Regions from separate parts of the Rattus norvegicus genome. Here region 2 is linked to region 1. A link is a contact called in public Hi-C data. All regions are on one chromosome and are shown on one strand. Each heading gives the region's core, a stretch centred on a gene start, on an enhancer-like site or on the middle of the called end of the contact. The rest is flanking DNA. Distances are from core to core; before and after follow the strand shown. Region 1 holds the start of Irx5 (iroquois homeobox 5). Region 2 holds the start of Fto (FTO, alpha-ketoglutarate dependent dioxygenase).

Region 1 (7,261 bases), core at 1,237-3,736:
TAGTTCGTGTAGCCCGGATAGAAGGGCGCCGTGTAGTAGAGAGGCCGGGACAGCACGGTCCCGCCAGGAAAGGGACACTGCGCCGAGGGTGAGCGTGCGGGCGCCGGAGCAGGAGAAGCGCGGCTGCCTCCAAGGGTTTGCCCGCCTATGGGCCCGGGGCACGGTGGGCACGGAGAGCCCTCGCTCCCTCCGCCCCCGTCCTTGACCTTGTCCGAGGATGTGGCTATCTCTGCCAGAGACCACAGTTTGGGCTTGGCTAGCACGGCCGGAGGCGGTGGCGGAGGTGGCGGTGGTGAGTGGATGACCGAGGATCCGCCCGAGCCGGGGGGCAACTCTCCGGCTGATGGGTGCGGGCCGGGCGCCGGCGCACCCGCAGGGTAGTGAGGACCCGCATCCTCCGCCAGACGCGCAGTTGCGGGCCCAGCCGGGGAGGGCTCGCCTGCACGCGGGGGCCTGGGCAGGTCATCGTGGCGGCCTTCGGAGGGCGACTCTTTAAAATCCGAGTCGCTGAGGCTGCCTTCAGTTTCCTTGCCGGCGGGGCTGAGCGGCCCCTGCAGCCGTTCGCAGCCCGCAGCCGCCTTCTGCTCTGTTCCTCCTGTGGGCAAAACCCAGGCTGTCAGAGGAGTGGAGGCCACGCGGCCCGGCCCGGGTTCCTGCCAGCAGAGGCAGGGACCCGTGCGCGCCCCCTCCAGGCCCCCTTTGCCTTTCGAGTCCCTCTCAACACACCCTTTCCCGCATCCACCAACCTGCTTCGGGGCCCTCGAGGTCGCCCTTGTCCTCGGGCTTCTGTGGCTCGTCCTCGTCGTTCTTTTCCAGATCAATGTTCTCCTCCTCCTCCTCGTCCTCGCTGCGGTTCCGTGGCGTCCACGTCATCTTGTTCTCTTTCTTGAGGCGCCGGCGCGCGTTGGCGAACCAGGTGGACACCTGGGTGAGGGTCATTTTGGTGATGATGGCCAGCATGATCTTCTCGCCCTTAGTGGGATACGGGTTCTTTCGGTGCTCATTGAGCCAGGCCTTGAGAGTGGCAGTGGCGTCCCGAGTGGCGTTCTTCCGGTACGCGGGATCCCCATAAGGATAGGAGCCCAGAGGTGCGGCGTAAGGGTGATATCCCAAGGAACCCGCCATACCGGGAGTGTGGTCATAGGGAGAGCCCTGTGGGGGACAGGCAGAGATTAGGTGAGTGAGGGTATGGGCTACATGGCCACCTAAAAGGCTGAAACCCACTTGCCCTCTGTCCCTGGTTCTGCGTGCCAGCGCGGCCCGCACTCCAGCTTCCCCTGAGGCAGACAGAGCTAGCTAGTTAAAACACAAGACCACCTTCCCCCTCCTCCGAAGGCAGCAAGACCCCCAATTTCTAAATCTGGCCCTTGGGGACCCCAGAGGCTGTTCAGAACTTAACACACCACCTTGGAGGCCACTGTCTGCTGGGGAACCTCGGTGCCCAGGTCTCAGATCTGGCCTCTACGGAAGGGCCCACGGTTCTCTTAGAGGCCTGAGCAGCCTCAGCAGCGACTCAGAGCTCTGCTCCAGAGTGGCCGCATGTTGGGCTCAAGGGGTACAGCAAGGGAAGTAAAGGCTCTTTCTTTAATCTTCAAAGAAACCCTACAGACAAGCTGAGCCTCAGTAGCCTGCACACCGACGGTTCAAAAATGCTATCCCTAACCGAAGCCGTTGCGCTTTTCCAGAAAGCACACCCTGCCGTAAAAACCCGGATACACCGCACCTCGCTGGACGTTTCAGAAATTTAATACTTTCAAATCGGATTGCGAAGATAGGATTACGGATTTGCAACATTTTGGGGGATTAATTAAAGGCGGGGCCAAACACATTTACATAGATTTAGCATGCTGCTACTGTTCAGAATTCGGGTCTGCTTCTTTTGAACTACTTTTCCAACATGGCAAAACCAAAAGAAAGAAAGAGGAAGAAGAAGAAATTTGCGGTCTGTCCCAGAGCTCTGGGGCAAATGTTGTTCTTCATAGCAAAGACCAATCCCCCCTCCCCCGCGCCCCAAACCTTTCCCTTCAGCTCGGCGATCCCAGCAAGACGCGGCTTTCGCTAGAGTGATTCCGGAGCCCGCGGCTCGAGTAAAGCCGAACAAGACAATCGCTCAAGTTTGCAAGGGCCGCAAAGCTTGGCGGGTGAGGTGGCGCCTAGGCCCGTGTCCACCGCAGCCGGGCTCTGCAGGCCTGGCCCCGACTGCCCGCTTGCCAGCCCGCCTCGGACCCAGCTCACACTCACCACGTACGAGAAGGCGGCGGCGGCCGCAGCCGCGGGATCGGCACCGTACTGGAGGTGCGAGTTGTAGCCCGGCGAGGGAGCCGTGAAGGCAGTGGAGCCAGCGTAGGGCGAGAATGCGGAGCCCGAAGAAGAGCGGCCGAGCTCATCCGTGCGGGGCCCCGAAATGACGCTGGTGCTGTATGCGGGGCACGAGTAGAGCGCCAGCGAGGCGGACGGCTGGTACAAGTAGCCCTGCGGGTAGGACATGGCCACACACGGGCATGGGGCGCGCCGCGCCGCGGCGGCCAACGAGCCGGGCGGCGCCCTGAGAGGGCGAGCGAGTGGGCACCTGGCCTCTGGCTGCCCCGGGCCGCAGCTCTTCGAGTCTCGGCTCCCGGGCTCCGGCCCGCGGCGCCTCCTGGTTGGCTTCCCGCGCGCCTCCGGCTGCGACCGCCGCGCCCGCTCCTCTGCGCGCCCCGCTTGCCCGGGCTAGGCTTTCTCTCCCCCCACCCCCCCTCCCTCGCTCTTTGCACCGGGGGGCTCTGCTTTTGGCTTTGCAAAGGTCCTGCCAAGATGCTAAGTTGGAAATTGAGGATTCTGACGCCTTGTGCGCGCGCGAAGCTCCTCCTTCCCGGGGTGTAGTCGGTGGGGGGACTGGCAGGAGCCTCTGGCCGGCGGCAGCCAACCCGGCCGCCAGGCGCGTCTCGCCCTCTCCCTGTTCCTCCCCGGCTCCTCTCCCGCTCACTGGCGCTCCCCTCGCCCCTCCCTAGCGCCCGCCTCTCCACCGCCACCCCCCTCTCCTCCTCTGCCCGGCCTCCCCCTCCTCCCTCCCCGACTCTTCCTCTCCTTCTCTCTCAGACTCTCGAGCGCCGGCCCCAGGATGACAATCACAGCCCAAGCACGCCGATCGCTTCCAACTTTCTTCTCCTCTTTCTAACTCTGGGCGGAGCGGCAATCTCGACGCACCACTGGCCCTGGTCGTGGCTTGGGCCGCTCGGCAACACAAAGGGAAAGATGCGGAGGGCTGCGCTCGGGAGAACGCTCTGTGCCCTCCTCGCCAGTGAGAATAGCGAAGTTGGTGGACGTCTTGTTCTCCAGAAAACTGGGCTGGGAGGTGGTTCTTCTCCCTCCTGCCGGAGGTCTCTAGGTTGAGCTGGAGACCTGGAATTCAGGTCCCAGGGAGAGTCGATGGATGCCGCCTCCCGGGGCACAGCGAAGCCGGGGTGACCGCCTTTCTGCGCCAGCCGCTGCAGCAGGTGGGCAAGAGCCAGGCCTAAGCTGAAGGACCCAAGCCGGGCCTTCCATCCACCAGCCTAGAGGAGGCGAGAGAGGAGACTCTGGGGTCTCTGGCGGGGGTTGTGGCTTTTCTCTGGAGAGAGGAAAGCAGTGGGCAAGAATGCCCGACGGAGACGCTGTTCTACTCGAATAGGTCCCCCAGAAGCCCCCGGCCCCATTGCCATCCCACGTAGCGTTGCCTGCTTCTCATGGCTGGCCACGGGCACCTCGCCCTGTCAGATCTTTGGGGCCGGAGGGTGTGGGATCTCGTCCCTTTTGTTCCACTAAATCGCCTTCCCCCTCTCTCGCCTTCGCCCCAGTTCCACTGCAAACACTGGGCAGAACAGTGTCCAACCCAACCGCTGTTTGTTTAGCGAGGCGCTGGCCAGGCGAATACACATCACAGAGTCACAGGCAGAGTTCTCGGAACGCGCCCCCCCCCCCCGCGCGCAACCTCCCACGGCCACACAGTGAGAAGGCAAAACAGACCCTCGCCCCTGGTCTCCACCTCCCGCCGCCGCAAATTACAGACGCACTGAAGCTATGGGACAGACAGGGGCGCTGGTGAACCAGGACGGACGGCCGCAGAGTGCACACACCAAACATTTTGTGGCCTTTCACAACCTCGCCACGCTCAGGCCGGAGCGTAACTATATACAAATTTTCCTGCAATGATTCTCTCTGGCCCGCAAACAGTTTGATTAGCTAGGGCCGTGCCCCTCCCCCCCCCGCCCCCCCACTGACTGCACAGGGACCCTCACCGCGGCGCGCTTTTACGCACGCGCGCAGGCTGCCCCCTTACTTAGCACTCAGGCTACAGGTTCCGCCCCCAAGAGGTTGGACCCCCGCGGACTACATTCTCCAAGAACCTCTAGGCCCATCCCGCCCTCCCCGGACACAGCTTCACCTCTGATTGGGCGTCGGTATCCATTAGCCCCACCTCTGGATGACGTAGTCCGCTTCCCTCAGAGTGCTAGCGTCGAGGGGGCGTGGCTGGGAGGGTCTTCGTCTGCGTATTGTCATGGAGACCAGAAGCGGTCCGCCGCTGAGGCGGCGGGCTGTGAGCTAGGCTGACAGGGTTGCGGAGCCGGAGCCCCGGGGAGCGTGAAGCAGCCTGAGGCTGCCTCTCCGGCTAACCATTCGGGGTTCGGGGCAGGCCGGAGTTCTACAGGGAGCGTCCCCGCCCCGACGCGCGGGTCCCCGCCTCCCGCGGCCGTACCGCCCCCCGGCTCCGCCCGCTCAGCCGGACTAACGGTCGGCGCGGCCTGCCACGAGGGAGCGTCCGCGGCCCGCGCAGAGCCGCGCACCAAGCGGATGGCGTGGACGCAGCCGGGTCGGGCGGTCTGCGTGCGAGCAGGCGCGCGTGGGCGTGTCTCCCTGGCCCACGCGTGTCCCGGACATCAGTGTCTCGGCTCTGGTCCAGGACGAAGACTTCTGAAAGCGAGCCAAGGAGGTTTGTGCCACCGAGAGCCCAAGTCTGTCACGCGGACATCCTCATTACATAATCCTGCCACTTGGGCGGCTTGGTTGTTTCTGTCTCCCCCTCCCCATCTTACTCCCCACTCTATATTTTTCTACTCTCTTCTTTTTGGTGTGAAGGACAAGAAAGAACCCCGCAAGACATGGAAACATTTAGAATTTATGTTTTTGTTTCGGTGGTTGTCACCTCCGCTTTACATCAAATTTAAGGCTCATTTCTTAAGGATGTCTCTATTTTCTGCTTTATTTGCACACTGATGGCTCTGCCGCTCTGCTGGCCTTGGCCGCCTATGTCTGATACAGAATCGTTTTTAATAAGTTAGGAAAGGCTAAAGCTGATCATTAGCAGGCAGACAGAATTCAGATAGCATCTGGCGTCCTCTCTCCCTGTTTAGAAGAAAGCTTGTATATTCTCTCTTGGTAAACACATTCTTGTTGGTAAACACAAGGTTTTAACTTTTTATCTTGATACTAGGGGAGGATCCACAGTCCACTCCCCGCCCCCACCCTCACACACTCATTTCTCCTTTCTGTTCAATGAACTTTTCCATTTGGGAAGTTGCTCACTTTGTTAGCTGTAGTTGGGGGGTCTCTTGTCGCTGAGGATCTTTATACACCAGCAGAGGTAGGACCTATATTCCCTCAAGCAAAGTCGCTAAGACGTTATTTCCCTTACTGCTGCATTCGTATATTTCTAAACGTTGTACTACGGATAGGTTACTCTGGTTGTTTTTAATGTAGGCTTGTTAAGCTTCACTTAAAAACTTGCCAAGGGTTTATTGGTTTGTCATGTCTGCAAGGATCCAGTTATGCCTAGCTCTTAAAACATAGAGCTTTAAAATAAGACCCACGATTGTGCTGCCAAGATCTGGCATGGAGCTGGCTCTTCAAGTTCTGGACAAGTCGGGCTGTCATTGTTTCTATCAAGTGCAAAGGAGGTGACGCCTGTTTATTTAGTGTAATGGCTGTTTACAGTTAAAACTTTAAAGACTTACAAACGTAGATCTGCTGGGTTTTAAAGATCTCATCGTTCTTGTGGCAGAGACACAACACCGGCATCAGGAAAGGCAACAGATTGCTTCTGTCCTGTCGCTTTGCCGTTTTCAAGTGTACTTAAAGGATTATGATTGATAAGGCTGGCTTGCTGGAGAATGTTGACACAGGTGTGCATCGTTATCTTAATTAAGATCCAGAGAAAATGTTGTCTATGAGCGGAGACTCGAGAAGAGGGCATGATTTTGTACAGTTTTTCTTTTGGAGACTTTAATTGCTCTTGAAACCTGTCTTTGAGCATCCAGATTTTGCGAGCAGTTTGGCAGCCGAAGTTTTAGAGAGGAATGATAGTCTAATGCTAAGTGTTCTGGCATGTTCTGATACTACTTGTGGCTTTTTGGCAATACTTTGTGTCGGCTTTCTTTGTGCTCTGTCTTTGTGGAGTAAGGGCTCCCAATTTCTAAAGCAAAGCATAAAATAGAGGGCTGTATTGTTAGGCAGACCATCATTAGTGGTCAGAACCAATCTGTTGAGGAAGACATGTTTAGTATACAAGAAACAGGGAAATACTGAAAAGGTGGTAGAGGAGAAATGTACCCCTTTTAAGGTCTGAGGAAGGAAACAGTCCTCCCAAGAGCACTGGTGATGTAAAATAATTCTCTTTTCGTTTTTTCAAGTGCATAGCTGCAGTGTTTATGGAATGCCTCCTTTTCGTTTGTAGAAACGAGGGAAACTTTCACTCCTTCCAGATTACTGTATTACATATTTTAACTGGTGAGCAAGTGATGATACAGTATTAGTTTAGTACACAGATGAGTACCTGGGTACTCATTAAAATAATATCATCATCCTCCACTAGCAATCAGTGTGAAAACGACGACAAAGAGGGGGATGCTGGTGGCCACTTACCCTCTGCTTACCTTGCACCTCAGACCCTTTAACATAAGTGCTACATTAAAATTTTCCCTCCTCTTTGTAGCCCGACATTTCCTGGAAGCTGGCTGTCAATCAGCATTTGTGCAAGATGTGTGCACGCTTTCCTTTAATATTAAACCTCGGGGTAGAAGGGGGAATGAAAGTGGAGGGACCCTGAGCTTCTGATGGGAAAGGCCAGGTGGAGAGCACGGCTGATTCTTGACTTCAAGGATAATTAGCCGGTTAGAATTACACGGGGAGCTAAAATCAAAGGAAGACTTACTCAGGCTTGCTTGCTGAAACTGAAACAAGAACGTTCATTTTGAGATAATTGCTTTATTTACCCCCCCCCAGACCTTCCCCCATCAAAATGTTTTCT
Region 2 (7,261 bases), core at 1,301-3,800, 1.1 Mb after region 1:
ACCATCTACCGGATAATGAGACGAATGGATAGGTATTACAAGATCTATGAACCTCAGCATGGATGAACATGCATGGTGGGTGAAAGCAGACAAACAGAAAGGTCACATGTCTTATGATTCTATTTATATGGTAATGTCCTGGGGCTAGAGATGGCTCAGTTAATAACATGCTTGCCACAAGCAAAGGGGCCTGAGTTTGGATCTCCAGGCCCATGTGAAAAGCAAGGTCCAGTGCATGCCTGTAATCTCAGCTCAGGAAAGGTGAAGACAGGAAGATCCCCAGGGCTTGCTGACAAGCAAGTCTAGCCCAGTTAGTGAGCTCCATCTTCTGTGAGAGACCCTGTCTCAAAATAAGGTGGAAAGCAATTGAAGAAAAAACTCAATGTGGAGCTTTGCTCTTTGCATACACACATACCTGCATACCTATGTACAGACACACACACACACACACACACACACACAGAGACACACACACACACACACAAATAACCATAAAAGGGAGCCCTAACAAACAAAAACATTAGTGTTGCACAGACACAGAGGTGAAACACTTGAGGAAATTGCACATGGATGATTTGGCCAGTATAAACCAAAATAGATACATGACTGTTCACGGCTTCTATTCTTAATCGTCTCAAGCCCATGTAACAATCCAAATGGCGGGCAACAGGTGAGTGAACAAACAAAACATGGACTCACACAAAATGTACTATTACTCAGCAGTAGAAATGGACCAACTTGATACTATGTGCATTAACCTGTACAGATCTGAAAAATTACTGTGACCAGTAAAAAAATGACATCAGGGTACGTACTGTATGCTTCCAGAAAGCATAGCTTCAACAATCATGACTGATCACATGACTGCCTGGGGGTAAAATAAAGAAACCGGCTGTAAAGAAATGACTTTTTAAAGGAGATAATGATGTTCTCTATGCAACTGAAACATATATGCAAACTGCCAAAACTTATCAAAGTGCTCACAACAAATGAGTCTCTATAAAAATTATACCTTGATTTCGCTGAACAGAAAGACAAACCATCATTCATGGTTACTGGGACACTGTCTAAAATTTAAAACAGCTACCCGAGCCTTGTTTTCAGTGACTGTCACAGAAAGAGCTAGGAGATTAGTCATAGGGGCTGACTCTGATCTCTAATCCCACCTAGAAAAGAAATAGCCCAAGCAAAGGATAGCTTCTGCCAGACTCTGTTTCCATGTCTGCAAAATACATAACTCAGGCCTTCACACAGAAGATTCCGAACGGTCCATCCTTAGGTCTACTGACTTAATCTTAACGAGACAAAATTCTATGACCGCCTGTTTTATTTCCCACGGAGCCTCACTGCCAAATATTTACCTACCAGAGAATAAACACCAAACTGCATACCCAACCTACCCAGAGGCCTTTGACCAAATGAACTACAGACGAGAGAGACTTCTAAGATGGGCAGAATCTGTTGTGTCCACTGAGGCTGTGAGGAAGCACAGTAGACCCAAACCATGCAGGATCTTTCAGGTTGTGTTTTGTAGTTATCCTAAGCAGCACAGGTCCTTGATGGAGTTTTGAATGGGTGGCTGCCAGTGGGTCATAACTATATTTAAATTCTGAAGAGAAAAAAATCACTCTCTAAAGAGGGTGGGGAAGGATATGATTGCGGGAGGAGACAGGTACAGAAGATCTAAGATGAGAATGAATAGAGCCCAAGCAGGAGGCTGTAGTGACAATCCACTGAGTGACCACGGTAATTTCACCCGAGGTAATAGAAATGAAAAAGTGGACTGATCAATAGGTCCCAACTTTGGGAATGGGGGAAAGGAAAACATTGAGCTTCCACTGTTCATCTTCAAAACAGACAGTTTATACTACCTATGTAATATCTGTTTTGCTATCTGCTGCAATGATATGAAATAATTATACATTTAATGCAGGTATTCGATATAAAAGTTGCTGGAAATGTTGCTGTTCTTACTATTATCCCACGGAATGTCCACTGTCAGAAAGCTGAACAACAACGACAGAGTCCAGGAATGTACTAGCCACAGAAGCTATGGAAAACGTATTTGATGTGACCACGCAGAAGAGTCATCTGGCTATTAAGGCAATGATCCAAATAAAAACAGTTCACCATACAGATTCTGTGGCTCAGTTCCTCTAGAGCTGAAAAGACACAGGCGGTAAACTGGTAAACTGAAGCACGAGAGTGGCTACAAATATAACCAAGGAATAGCTACAAGAAGCAGGACACGGACTTAGACGTCTATCTTTTCATTTCTGACCAAGTCTAACTGTATCCAGATCTGCATCCAGAGCAATACGAATTTACAGCACAGACGTGCGCGCGCACACTCACACACACCACGTCTGCAGTCTCCTGCAAACAAGGCCCTGACATCCCTTGGCTTAACGCCGAGCATCCACTCAGCCATCCCAGCGGGTCTGCGGGTTCCCTGCCTCTAGCCCCGGACTAACGCAGAATCCCAGATGCCCGGAGCCCCACAAACCTTAGCTTCCCGCTCCCGTTCCTCCGCGGTCTGGACGCGCTTCATGCTGCTTCTAAAGCCGCCTTCGCCACCGTGGGCCGTGTCCGCCCTCGCCCTGGACCCCGCCTCCTGTGTGTAGTTCTTTCAACGACTGTCTCCCGCCTGGCGCCATTGTCTCTGATACCTAGAAGAACTACCCCTCCCAGAATGCTCCGCGAGAATCCCGAGAACTCCTTGGGCTTCGGAGCCGAATTTCTCCAGTCAGCCAGCAAGGCTAGCGTAGTCCGCTACGCGACCCGCCGACGACCGGGAACCTACAGAGAACTACATTTCCCAGTGAGTAACGGGACCCGCTGTTTTCCCGTGCTCCTCTGGGCCTGCAGAGGCTCGCGCCCTGGGCGCTATAGCAACGGTAGGTAGCTGAGGGGGAACGCGGAGGTGAGTACCCTGTGAGGTGGGGGCTGATGCAGGTTGGCCGACCCTTCCACTGCCTCACAGATGAGGGCCTGGAGTCTGTTCCGAGGCCCGGGCTATGTAGACCTGGGATTCTTGCGTAAAAAGCAGTCTATCCCGACACACCTCCATATACTCAGGCCTGCATCACAGTCTGCCCTGTCCAGCCAGAAACCTCGCCAATTCTTATCATATTGGCTACAACTCAAAGTCACAGTAATAGTTCGCTCTATTTCCCAGGATTTGAGATTGGATGGTAGAGCCTAAGCCTCCCAAGGGGGTTGTTACTGTTGTTGCTGATTGTCGATTTTTTATTTATTTATTTATTTTTTTTTTAAAGAAGGGGTCTCCCTATGTATTCCAGCCTGGCCTTAAACTAGCTATTTAGCCCAGGCTGGTCTCAAATTCAGTAATAGGTCTTGCCTCAAGTTCCCACCACCACAGTCAGTTATAGCCATTACAGGGCAGAGATTTTGTTTAAATTCAGTGCCTGGCATTCATTTATTCATTCAATAATAATAAATTCATGGCGATGATGCCCACTATGTGACATCAGATAGCAGAAGGGGGACTATTTTGGGGGAGGAAGGAGACCAGTGAGAGGAAGCTAGAGAGATGGAGGTGACAGGGTAGGGGGACGTATATAAGCAAGAAAATATGATATAAGTGTGAAAATATCCTATGCTAGGTTAAAAAATGAATTCCAAGACAATGAATTACTGAACAACTCTGGGATGGTGACAAAGGCTGTAAGAAACCACAGTAGGGTGTGGTGCCACTCGGGGCAGATCGAGTCTGCATGCACAGGGCAGGGTGGCACTCGCCATTAACCATAGACATAGAAGCAAGTAGATCTCTGAATTCCAGCAAGGTTTACATAGTGAGGCCTAAAAAAAAGAAAGAGAGAAAGAAAGAAAGAAAGAAAGAAAGAAAGAAAGAAAGAAAGAAAGAAAGAAAGAAGGAAGGAAAGCAAAAATAGAGAATTTGAGGCCAGTGTGTTTAGGGTTCTTGGTGAATTTCATGTTAGCCTAGCTTGCATAGGCTTCCCTTAAAAAAAGAAGTTAGAAACCGGGAAGAAAATTAACACAGAACTGTAAAGGAAACTCTGTCTAAGGAAGGGCAAGTTGGGCTGAGCTCTGAAGTATGAGGGAACAGCTAGAGAAGAGCCTTTGGAATTAAATAAAAAGCGTGCCAGGCTTGAGGAAAGCAGAGGAGAGTGTAAGTGGATCACTGAGAGCAAAGAGGGAGCGTTCGCCATGGCATCTGCCTACTTCAGGCTAATAACAATTTCCTTCTCAGTCGTAATAACCAGAACTATCACCAAACAACTGATTCCTGAGTGAATGACCTTGAGCGACTGAGCGCCTTGTCTTAGCTTCTGTTTGTAGGTCAGCAGCCATTTGAGTAGACATTGCTTATGTGCCCTGGAAGCACAGTGAGCAGCATGTGTTAGCATCATCTTCTGTAGTCATACCTTGAGACATTTGTCCCCAGCACTGGTTCTCAGCCCATCATGAGTTCCGATCAAAGTTCCGGGCCCCCTCTCTCCAAGAGATACTCTTCATGCACATGTATGTAGCCAAGTCTCGGCTTTCAGACACCGAAATCCAAGAGCTCCCTTCATCCATTCAAGTGACAGCCTAATCAATGCTGCTCACTGAGTGTGCCACATTCTGTGCCAGCTTCTGAGACACAGGCGAACACGAGGAACGAGTGTTCTGACTTCTTGGCTTTCACATTCTACAGCCAACATTCTAGAACTCGCAAGTCTCCTCCTCACAAGACACTTCACTAACAGTTTACATCCAGACCTTCCTCGACTGTTCCTTTATATCGCCATTTATTTGCTTAATATACACTGTCTATTCATGTCCAGATGCAAAACTAACTGACTGTGTTATGTCTCTATAGAGAAAAGAAAGTAGAAGTTCTAGAACAAGCCAATAGCTAATCCCTGGAACCTACGTGAAGTAACAAAGGAGGGGTGAGGCTAAAGTAAAAGCACACCATGAACATATGGAGCCTCCTTTTCGAAGCTTGAAAGGTGCCGTTCATTTGCACACCAGGCAGTCTGTAGGCATTCCTAGACTCTCTACGTACCCCGCACATTTGCTAAATGCCTTCAGTTTGTATCTATCTCACTCGCTTTTAGAATGACAATGAGGTGGGTATAATTTGTTCTGTGTTTAAAATTAGGTAAACTTAATGACTTGGCCAACTATGAGATGATACAACAAACTATTTTTTTTAATATTTATTTATTATGTATACATATACAGCTTTCTGCCTGCATGTATGCCTACAGACCAGAAGAGGGCACCAGATCTCATTATAGATGGTTGTGAGCCACCATATGGTTGCTGGGAATTGAACTCGGGACCTTTGGAAGAGCATCAGTGCTCTTAACCTCTGAATCATGTCTCCATCTCTCCAGCCCATAAAAACTATTTAACATGACCTGAGTTGTGGTTTTTGTTTGTTTGGGGTTTTTTGTTTTTGTTGTTGTTGTTGTTGTTGTTGTTTTCTATTTTTTCACCCTAGAATTCATGCTTTCTTTAAGGAAAGGAGTAGGGATGGCAGTATTTCTTGACTATAGAAGGGTTTGCCGTTGTTTCGGATAGACGAATAAGGAAAGGAAGAATGATAATCTTAGCGCATTTCCTAAGGAAACTGGCAGAAATCCTCTGCTCGGAGAAGACAGTGCTCATGATTGGGTGCAGTGTTCCTTCTAGGATGAGAGCTTTCATCTTGCTCAGACAGCACATGTGGGCAATAACGCGTCCATTACAGCCTCGTTTCCCAGCCACTTTATTTGGCTCATTCTACTGCATAGTTAATGCAATAACCTAGGAAGAGTTTGTTTGAATTTTCTTTTCTCCACAGATAAGCCATGTCTGGCCCAAGTGACGAGACAGCAGGAGACCTGCCGGTGAAAGATACAGGTCTACATCTCTTTGGAATTGGAGGGTTACAAGGTATGGCCACCTGTTATTTATTACAGTTATGAACTTTGATCAGTAATTTCTTTACTTTTAATTTAAAGTATTTCTGATAGCCATACAAACCCAGCCATTTAAGGAACTATATAGCTCTTGATTGGACTAAACAATATGGAGAGTTTAGAACACATATGGTATTTTACTGCAAGCATCAATTATCAACAGCTCATAGCAAATGCAAGATCCCCCTCTGCTCTGATAAAGAGTTGTTATAAATCATCTTTTTAAAATTCCTCACATCGGTAGAAGCTGCATAGAGTATCAGGACCCCAAACTGAATTGCCTGGTTTAAATCACATTCACCATTAAAACACTTCTTTATGTTTAAATTTTATATGGGAGGAAATACCATATTTTAAAATTTTTGCCTTTCAAGTAGAGTATCTCAAAATGGCCTGTTTATGCAAGTGACAGTGAGTTTTCAACCACATTAATATACATTAAAGGCTTTCTTTATCCTTTTAGCATTTAGTTGTTCCTGTAGAACCGAAGAGTATTTTCAACTGAGAAGGCAAAGCACTGCTTTAAAGAACAGCAGGGCCTGGAGAGCCAGGTTCATGTTTGTGACAAAGCCAGTCAAACATCTGTGCCACTAACTTCGCATGTCTCTTAAGGACCGTACATACACCTTTTAATTATAACAGTGTCTGGAGCCAGGCTTAACTGCCTTAGAAAGGTAGTAAGTATATGGCTCATGGGAACAAATTGACCACACCTGTTGTTAAAAGGAAGGCCGTTTAGGCCTTGAGTTAGATAATGGAGCCAGAACCAGGTATTCAAATACGAATAAATTTGAAGTGTTTTTAGATTGGGTTCTGGTATTATGTAGGTGCAATCCTGATCGTCAGTAGCCACCCTCAGTTTTTACTATTGATTGAAATTAAATATTTGTATATACTTAAAAGTTATAGATTATTGGGTTTGGTTGGATTGGGTTAGGTTTGGTTTGTTTTGGTTTGATTTGGTTTTTGAGACAGTGTCTCACTATGGATACTCTGCTGGCCTAGAACTCACCATATAGACCGACTAGGCTTGAATTCACAGATCACTGCCTGCCTCTCTCTCTCTCTGGGTGCTGGAACTTTGTAAAAAAGTATATGCCACTATGTCAGGTCAAAAAGTTAATTTTCAATAGATTAAACAGCTTGTGGAGAAATGATCTGTGAAACTTTGAAATCATAGGTTTTGAGTTTTTCTTTATTTTGGGATTTATATTTGTTTGATATTTTACTTTTCTATATCCTAGCTCCTTAGCCCAGAAAAAAATGTCTTAATATCGTGTTCACTAAATTGTTCAGTTTTGTCTCTGTAAAAAACACATATA

What was found. Hi-C and Micro-C count contacts between places; a contact is called where the count stands out from the background.
Region 2: a contact with region 1 is called in a Hi-C map of mammary epithelial cells, with 3 times the contacts expected there. The contact joins the promoter of Fto here to the promoter of Irx5 in region 1. A contact is called at or near these places in 2 of 12 Hi-C or Micro-C datasets (the Rat2 cell line and mammary epithelial cells).

The regions. Positions count from the first base shown.
Region 1 is chr19:30,812,344-30,819,604 of GRCr8, forward strand. It overlaps Irx5 (iroquois homeobox 5), which reads right to left and starts at 2,487. Exons shown (of 3, transcript NM_001030044.1): 1 at 2,242-2,487; 2 at 747-1,152; 3 at 1-595. The coding sequence starts at 2,487. Crnde (colorectal neoplasia differentially expressed) reads left to right here and starts at 4,517. Exons shown (of 3, transcript NR_132649.1): 1 at 4,517-4,948.
Region 2 is chr19:31,862,367-31,869,627 of GRCr8, forward strand. It overlaps Fto (FTO, alpha-ketoglutarate dependent dioxygenase), which reads right to left and starts at 2,551. Exons shown (of 9, transcript NM_001039713.1): 1 at 2,507-2,551. The coding sequence starts at 2,551. It overlaps Rpgrip1l (Rpgrip1-like), which reads left to right and starts at 2,865. Exons shown (of 26, transcript NM_001107414.1): 1 at 2,865-2,923; 2 at 5,822-5,913. The coding sequence starts at 5,829.